Regions from separate parts of the Zea mays genome. Here region 2 is linked to region 1. The links are chromatin contacts, called in public Hi-C maps. All regions are on one chromosome and are shown on one strand. Each heading gives the region's core, a stretch centred on a gene start, on an enhancer-like site or on the middle of the called end of the contact. The rest is flanking DNA. Distances are from core to core; before and after follow the strand shown. Region 1 has its middle 34 kb from the start of LOC100383692. Region 2 holds the start of LOC100277535 (SecE/sec61-gamma subunit of protein translocation complex protein).

Region 1 (4,639 bases), core at 910-3,409:
GGTGTGTTTGTTTTCCTCTTAGACCTAGTTTGGCTACTCTTGGATTGAAATGGTTTAGAGGGATTGGAGAGTGTTTAAATCTCTAATAGATCAAAAACTCCCACAATACATATCAATACACTTCAATTTCTCACATTACAAGAGTACTCAAACTAGGCCTTAGATTATATAAGTTGGATTATGATAAAATGGTAGGAGGGTAAAATATCACTTTATGACCACAAATAAGCTAGCATTGGATAGTTTATTTCAGCTTATTTATAATCCAAAAGTGATATTCTTACTTTTTTATCATTACACCATAATTTAACTTATATAATATAGGAGGAAACAAACATGGCCTTAGTATGGGTGGAAATTCCAAGCTATATACAAATACTGATATACAGAAGAGAAGATAATCGATTAGCATGCAATGACGACATACATATGTGACAAAGCTATGTCTTGTTCCTTTCTGCCTTGAATCCATTCCAAGGGTTACATGCCATGCATGTGCTACATATGTGCACAGAAAATGTCGCCGCAAAAGTATATATAGATATATGTGTCGATCTGTACAGGAATAGTGAAAACCGGCTATGCCAAATGCAACTGAATGTCATCATCGATCATGCATGCATGGGCAGCACACACTGAACTGGCGGCAGGACCACGTACGTACACAGGCCGCCGAGAAAGCATGGCCGTCCGACTTGTTGCTTCAACACCACTCTGAACACATGCCGGCCATATCACCATTATTATTCAGCCGGCCGCCAGCAGGCAGGCCACCATCGTCCGTGACAGGTAATGCGTACAGTGCCATCAGGAAACAGAAGTGCATGCACAAAAGATGAGGCTCCACATGCAATGTAATTCGAACAGGAGTACTTACCTACCTTTTTTTTAAAAAAAATACAGGAGTACTATATATATATATATATCTAGCAAGTGTTTGCTGAAAGCTATAGAGTTCGATCTCGACCTTTAATTTACGGGAAGCCAAGTATGGCCTGGACAACGACGTACGATCGAGATCTCCTTGGGCTTTGGCAGGATCTCTCTCGAGAATAAAGCCAACAAAGAGAGACGTACGATCTCCCGGTGTGCGCCGCTAGTAGCTGCCGTTCTCTGCATGCCAACCCCGTTCGTCTCCGAACAATCATTAGCGCTTGTGTGCGCGCGCGTGAAGGCATCATGGACGGCGATGACTCTTTCTTTTCTTCCCCTGCGCATTAGCTTATTTGCTGCGGCTTACTGGGCCTTTGATCCGACTGTGGCTCGGCCGGCTTCAATAGTATTTTATCATTATGGATTACAGCTGTTACAGCAGTTGCGGCTGTCAGCCAGCCAAACAAGCTCGAAAATTCCAATCTGTTTCTGAAATAGTCTATAACTTATGCTAAATAATAAATGAATATCATTTTTGCATTCACTGTTTTCTATTTATCGAGTGATTTATAGTTCAAATCTGAATTATTCGAATAAATTAAATTAAACGAACTAAATCTAATAGTTACAACAAACACTTTGATAATTGTGCAAAAAATAGAACATATATATCTATATACTGTACAAACACACAAAAATGGGGAAAATAAAAAAACAAATATACTTTATCGAGTGTCACGGAAAACACTCGACAAAATATTGATTTGCAGAGTGTTTTTCAGGTGACACTCGACAAAAAAGATATTTTGCCGAGTATGAACAGCTGACACTCGGCGAAGTTAACGGCCGTCAACTATAGACGACTACTGAGTTCTTTTGCCGATGGTCGCGTTTTCGCCGAGGGTTTGACACTCGGCAAAGTCTTCTTTGCCGAGTGTCTTTCTACGCCAATTATTTCGCCATCGATAAACAATGTATGTGCCGATATGATAGTCTTATTTTATCGAGCGTGACACTCAGTAAAGCATGCTTTGTCGAGTGCATGATAAATTGTACTCGACAAAAAGCCAACAACCAATCGACAAAGAACCGGATTTTTTTAGTGATTAGCTGAGAGCTGAGGTTGAGGCTCGCATGTGTGGATCGGACGATAGATGCAGCCGCAAAGCAGCAGACAAATTGAATATGCATGTATGGGGTATACTTTCTTAGTAGTACTCTTTATCTTGTCACTCCTCGCCCATCCCGGCCCCGGACCCGGCCCATCCCCAATAAACTAGGCCGGCGTGGCAGCATGCACGTACGGACGCCGAGCCGCCATGAGACCATGCGTGCGTGCACATGTCCGGCCAAGGCTTCTCGCTGAATCCTTTTGGAGTAGGAAAACGACGCTGCTTTTTTGTGTGTTTGTGCATTATACTCTTCTCCTTTCGTCGATTGTGATCCACCGATCGATCCATCCGCTGCTGCTGCCGCCCCTTTTCCGTACTACTAAAAGCGATCTATATATATATATATATATATATGTCTGCAACGACGACGATGTGGGCGTCAGGTTGCTTCGGCGTCTCGGCGATCGCGAATCGAGCTGCCCATGATTCGCACACATGCATGCACGTACGGTACTTGCTTGTATATAGTATATATTATTATTATTATTATATGTATGTGTGTGTGATGGGACAAAAAAATATAACATGCAGCTTCCTTTCCTTTGTGAAGCTTGTAGACTCTCAATCCCACACGTCTGCGAGACTCCCTGGTACACAGTGAATCGAAAATTTACCATGCATTTATGTGAATTGTGATTATAGGTAAGTACTAAGTAACACAATCTCTGTGCAACCATTCCACGACCGTACTCCTTCCGTTTTGTTTTATTTATCGCTGGATAGTGTAAAATTAAACTATCAAGCGACAACTAAAAAGAAAAGGAGGAAATACAAAATTTGAGATGTAACTGTTTTGGTATAGTACGCCACCGTGTAGCATGAATGGAACTTGAGTTGCATTGGCCCGGCCGAGCAAGCATGCATGTACACGGACTGCCCACTCCGGCTAGCGTGTGCACTGTTGGACTGCGTGGCGCCGTGTGCTCACTAGCTGACTACTAGTCTACTACTACTGGCTCGTGCTGCATTGCATGCATGCAACAGGCATGTGACGTGAGACACTGAGACCCACAGCAGTTGCAATAAAGCATCTCTGACACTCTTTGTAAATTTAAATCATTATTATTTTCTATATCTTTCTTTCCTTTAATAGAATAGATTTTCTATATATTATTTATGTTATAAAAATTGTTCTTATTTTCGTTTTCTATCTTTAGTTAAAGAAAATTTTAATAGAAGATATACCTATATATATATATATATATATATATATATATATATATATATATATATATATATATATATCAATAATCAATGTAAAAAAACCATCGAAGAAAACTTTGCTACTACAAAGAATACAGAGAGTTGCCCTTATATGTGGCCATCGTCAGACGCCTCAAGTGTGCATACGCAACGGCTAGCTAGCCGTTCCATACGTTTTGCTGTTTTGTGCCGGCGTCGACCGCGCTGATTTGTCGACACGTACAGGCTAGCAAAGCATGCATGTACGTGTACGTACGTATGTGTCTCGACAAAGCAGCGATATACTAAAAAACCATTTGCGATCTTGGATTCTAGCGAGCATGTAACTGCACGTATTCAAAAACCACCCATGAATCATCAGTTCCTGTGCTCACCCGATGCATGTACATGTACCGATGTACGTACTCACAGTTTGCTTTTTGTCTGGCGGTTTGGCACAGTACAGTAGTATGTTTGGTCACGTGGCTACCCATGCGTTTTTTTTTTTTTCCTTTGATAAGAGGTGGCTGCCCATGCGTTACTAGTTCATCGAGAATACATCGACCACCGTACGTGTAGACGTCACTCAACAACTCGAGTATATAGAAGAATATACTGCCCAGCTTGTCGTAAAGCTGGAGAAGGTAGATTTTCTTGGAGCTAGAGTGTAGAGATATCGACGGATACGAGATGTTTTTCGACGTGCGACGGTCGGCGGCCCCGCTTTGTTTAGAATTATAATCTACCTGAATTATATAATTAAACAATTTAACATTTAGTTTAAAAGTTATAGATTATATAATTTGATCAGATTATAATCTCAAACAAACACTCTTTTTATCGTATCCATTAGTACACAGAAAATATATTGCAGTAGTTTTAGAGCTATTTCCACTTACATTTTTCGGTACGTACTGCCAGTACTAGCTAGAGGCCAGTAAAAATGGCGATTATGTTAAGAAAACCACCAATTAAAATAGTTAACTAACGGTTGTCTAGTCGGGTCCACTAGCGCGTTGTAACCAAAACTGCCCGTAAAAAAAATTAACAACACACAATTAGAGTTCTTTTCTACTGATGATCTTAAATTCTCTCGTAGCAGTGCCACCGTGCCAGCCGTTCGCGCGGCTAGCCCGTGTCTCGTGTTGCTGCAGTAGCGCGCATGCAGTATTGCATCGCTATGGTCTCGTCGAGGACGTACTGTGCCCAGCTCGCGCATCAAGTCATATCGATCGATCGGTCTGAGCCAGCAGTGCGCATGCATGCACACTCGACCTAGCTACAGTGCGTCGTCTCGGGGCAACAACCAGCCCGATCGATCTCCATTCATTGTGTCCAGTGTAACGCCTTCACTTCTATATCACCCTGCGTGTGCATGCTGCGTCTTCTTCATGGAATTGCATGCAGCCTTG
Region 2 (4,639 bases), core at 1,188-3,687, 95 kb after region 1:
AAGGTGCTTTATGTTGCAACTATCCGCCTGGGTATCCCAGAGCGTCCGTAATACGTGAGCCGTGAGTTCATAGAGCCTAGTACTAAAAGTTGTGAGGTCACCATCCACATTGGCACAAGTGGCAAATACTTGGAGATGCAACCATGGAGTGTTACCGCCACTGGATGTCGCATGCAAGGCATCATCCAACTTGCAGCTCGGAAGGCATTGAAGTACTTGTGGCAGATGTTTGAATGGCACATTTGGGTTCCACCCCCATGAAGTACTTCCCTCCACCAAATCGTCCTGCTTAGGTGGCAAGGATCCGTAACTTGGGCAGTACCACGGTGATCGAGAAAGACCCCTTTATTGTTGCTATGTCTAGCTATCTGCTTAGCCTCGATGATTTGTGTGACCAGCTACACCAGCGTGTGAAGGACCTCATCCAACGCGATGAGAAACTGGAGACCTGTTGGCATAAGGCTAAGCTTGCATTAGCCTAGGCAGGAGCCTGGGTGGCTGAAGCAGAAAACCACCTTGTCATGGCCGAAGATGACCTTAGGGAGCATGCGAACCGCCATAGTCAAGTCCTCAGAGGTGTCATTTCATGTTTTAGTGAATAATATAGTCGTCATCCCACTATTAACGATATTAGGCAACTTTTAGCTAAGGGAGAGGAGAGGGTATTTCCTAGTATGGTAGGGAGTATAGATTCCATTCATTAGAAGTAGAGGAACTATCATATTGGATAGAAAGGGAAGTTTACACGAGGGGCATTGGATCCCCGACCATCATGCTTGAACCGGTTGCCTCGTAAAACTTGTGAACTTGGCATGCTTTTTGGATGTAGTGAGGTCAAACAATGACATTAACATGCAGAATCAATCGTTGTTGTTCATTGATGTGCTCAAGTGAGAAGCACCAAATGTGAACTTTACGGTGAATAGACATGAGCACAACCAAGGTATTACCTTATTGATGGCATCTACCCTCGATGGCCATTGTTTATGAAGACCATTTTGTTTCCACGGACTCTAAAGTAGCAAACATTTATTGCATGTCAGGAGGGCACACCAAAAAATATAGAGAAAGCATTTGGAGTCCTCAAGGCTAGTTTCCACATCCTCGCTAGCCCAAGCCATTTTTCCATCAAGTACTTAGTATGATCATGTATGTATATGTCATTCTATACAATATGGTAATTGAGGATGAGCATGAAGGAGCATACAACATGGATGACTATGAGATGGTTGAGTCTTTCGTTGCAGCAACAACCATCACCTCAAGCATTGGTGTGCTTTGTAGCATCCTTTAGTGTGAGATCGAAGTCCATGCTAGTTTAGTCTATGATCAACTCCAAAATGGTTTAATGGAGCATATATGGAATCTGCACCATATCATTTAGTTTTGCTTTCATGAATTATGTAGTTTTTTTCAGGTTATGTAATTTTATTTTTTATGTATTATATAATTTTATTTGTTTAATTATGTAATTGAATGTAGTTTTATTTTAGCAAAATGATGTGTTCATGTCAACTAAAACTCTATAAAATAAAAGTTGATGTGGTGTTAAGATGGTTGTAGGATGACGGTAAAGGTTATACATTATAACATTGTGGTAGATAAGAACTGACGCAAATAATAGTATGATCTATAGACTATATCACTTCAACTAGACTTATTAGCATTGTGCATCGGTCGATGGACGTCTAGGAGTTAATAGGTCCGTCTAGGAGTTAATAGGTCCGAATGATTAGGGTTGGGTCCAAAGGGTAGTCTAGGTAGGACCACGACTACCCTAGAATTTGACCTAAAAATAAACTACGTCTCAGCATTTAGATCCAAAGAAACAAACATATGCAACTTGCAATCTAACTTGATGAATTGAATGCATTATGAGATATTTTGGTTATTTTCTACTCATTACCAAATTAATGAAATATATATATTTATATATTATATTACATGTTAATTTTTTTTGTTCTTGTCTATCTTAGATTCAAACGCAGGGTCCACACATGTAAAATTGTGAATGATATAAATCGACATCTTAAGGTGCAAAGGGTCTTCAAACTTTTCCATAGGTTTTCTTCGAAGATTTAGAGACTTTGTGATCGAACGAGTCCAATCCAATTATGAACTTATTAATTGTTTCATCAGGAGAAAGAAGGTACAAATTTATTTCTCGCCAAAAACATACAAAGATGTTTTATATAAATCATACGCTCCATGTTTTTTCCCTAAAAAAGTAGATGGGTCGCGATCTAACTTTCAAACGGGCCTCCATGAGAAACAAACTCCTAAACAGGCCACAGTATGCTTTCCGCCTGTCACAGCCCAACTCGGCGTGGAGGACGAAGACCACTGACCACTGCCGTCTGCTACCCCCCCCCCCCCCCCCCCCCCCCCCCCCCCCCCCCCCCCCCCCCCCCCCGCACAGAACGCCGCCCGCCGGACCCAACCCTGTGCGTCTCGCTCCGTTGGTTATCTGTGTCGAAAGGAGAAACGGCAGCCAGAGAGACGGAGCCACCAGCCACGGAGGCACTACTAGTGTCGTAACGACGCCACGACGGTGTGTCTGATCTCGCGTCGCGCCGAGGCCCTCCGGAATCCCAATCCTCTCCTCTTCCGCAAGCACCTCGGGTCTGCTGCAGCGCCTCGTCTCTGTGGTCTGGCATCAGAGTCCCCGGGAGAAGAGAATGGTTGCTCTGTCGGCAGGAGCGCTGGCTCCGCTCGCAGGTTGCAACCGCTCAAGCTTAACTTCACCCCCTTGATGTATCGTCTTTCTTGGTTGCCTCGTTCGTTACTCTTCCCCGAATTCCTTTCGTTCTCAGGTCTGTCTCCGCTGCCGTCGTGCAGCGCGGCTCCGTTGTACTGCCGCAGGAGTCCGCCACTTCTCAAGGTGCTGTATCATCAATGGCTCGAACCAATTACGGGCTATTTCCATATGTCGTCAGTTTACATGCTTTACATTTTAGGTCGCCATCGCTAAGACGCGGCCAGCTGTTCACCAATCTGCTCCTGCAAGCTTCCGAAAATGTGCAGCTATGTCAGAACATGGACGTCAGGAACTCCGGACCAATGAGTACCAGCTGGATGATGATGATGAGCCGTTTTGGCTGGCAGTGGTCAGAGACCTTGCTGTGTAAGTGAGGATTGCCCCCCTTGTTGGTTTGTCTGAATGTGAAATTGAATTCTGTTACTTTGTACTGTTAGGGGTTTCAAGGGATTGGTAGCTTTCTTAGCTGAGCAGCCGAGGCAACTGAAGCACCTGGAGTGGCCGGGCTTTCTACACACGGTATGCCCCTTGCATTGTACATGATTGTGATGATTTTGCGCCTTGGTTTTAACTATTTTAAAGCTGCTGCATAAAAAAAGATATTTTCTTACCTCTTGATTTAATCAAGTCTCATCATTGGCAGCTGAAGACGGCCACACTTACTCTTGTATTGGTAGCTATGTTTATTGTTGCATTATCAACTATTGATGCTGCCCTCTGCTACATGCTGGCCTGGCTACTTCGAAAATCTGCCTAGAATAATGGTATGTTACTTGCTCCTTAGATCTGAAGTGTTTACAACTCCCTGGTCCATATTACTTTTGACCTCAGAATGCAGGTGCTCTAGTATCTTGTAATTGATAAATTTAATAGTTGAACCCAGGACAACTTTCTTAGCATTTTATGTGTTTCTAGTTGTACCTTGATATTCATTTTATTCAACTGAAGAAGTAATTACAAACACATTGCTCTTCCAGTTATACTGACTTGCTGCTTCATACACGAATTTAAGTGCTTTCTGGATGCTGCCGGTTTACTGACATGTGATTCATTTTTCAGCTGGAATATCCATGTATTGCTTGAATATGATTTAGCCAGACAGGATAGTAGCAGGCACTGCAGCTGGAACTCAAGCTCTTGTTGTCGTCGAGGTCAGCAATGTTAATCAGACTGGAGGTAGCAGGAAGGTGGATCTTGCACGGTGTGCCATTTTATTTTTGGGAGGATTGAGAAAATCAAAACAGCTGCCCTACAAATAGTGCTGATGTCATGTGATGCAGATGCTCATAGTGGCATTTCAAAGGGTTAATTAGATCTGTGCCATTATAACTTTGCTGTTTTGGAGGCACACCGTTACATGTTGAGGTCCAATTTAACAGAGAAAGAGCACATCATGGATAGGATCCGAGAACTGTGTGTAGTGATTTGTAACTTCTCTTTTATGTTAAGCAGACTTGCTTGTAACTTGTTGGTCCGTCAGCTAGGATATGGAGTATTTTTAAGACATCTGGTCTACTTTGTAGGCTTAACAAGTCTTCCACTCTGATTTCTCATTAGTATTGGATTGGTGAATTCTTATCTAGATTGTCTGCTGTTGAGCTACAAAATGCAACTTACATGGTTTGGTAGTTATGGGAGGCTGCAAAATTGGATTTTATACATCAGAGGAAGGATGCAAATTTTGCAAACATGGTTAACTTCTGTATGAATTAGCAACATTGCATGCCTGTACTACTACTGTACCGATGTGAAAATACTACTGAAGGGAAGTTTGCAGGCTATTATTTGAAATCTGGAGTTTACAGATCCTGGTATGATACAGAAGTCATACAAAAAAAAGTGGTAGATGCAAGAGTTTTGGAAGGAATATATGTATCAATA

What was found. A called contact is a pair of places that touch in the nucleus more often than the background predicts.
Region 2: a Hi-C map of ear shows a contact between it and region 1, with 3 times the contacts expected there. The contact joins the promoter of LOC100277535 here to the enhancer-like site in region 1. A contact is called at or near these places in 2 of 25 Hi-C or Micro-C datasets (ear and endosperm).

Annotation. Positions count from the first base shown.
Region 1 is chr7:129,539,117-129,543,755 of Zm-B73-REFERENCE-NAM-5.0, forward strand. No RefSeq gene overlaps it. Among protein-coding and RNA genes, the nearest start is that of LOC100383692, 34 kb to the right of the region's middle. Within about 2 kb of position 2,160, at least 18 of the 20 cell types and tissues checked have an H3K27ac peak or open chromatin away from gene starts, as enhancers often do. A contact at or near this core is called in ear and endosperm, where this site is marked.
Region 2 is chr7:129,633,804-129,638,442 of Zm-B73-REFERENCE-NAM-5.0, forward strand. It overlaps LOC100277535 (SecE/sec61-gamma subunit of protein translocation complex protein), which reads left to right and starts at 2,438. Exons shown (of 6, transcript NM_001151066.2): 1 at 2,438-2,718; 2 at 2,814-2,881; 3 at 2,958-3,124; 4 at 3,196-3,277; 5 at 3,402-3,522; 6 at 3,818-4,474. The coding sequence starts at 2,679. The coding sequence ends at 3,515.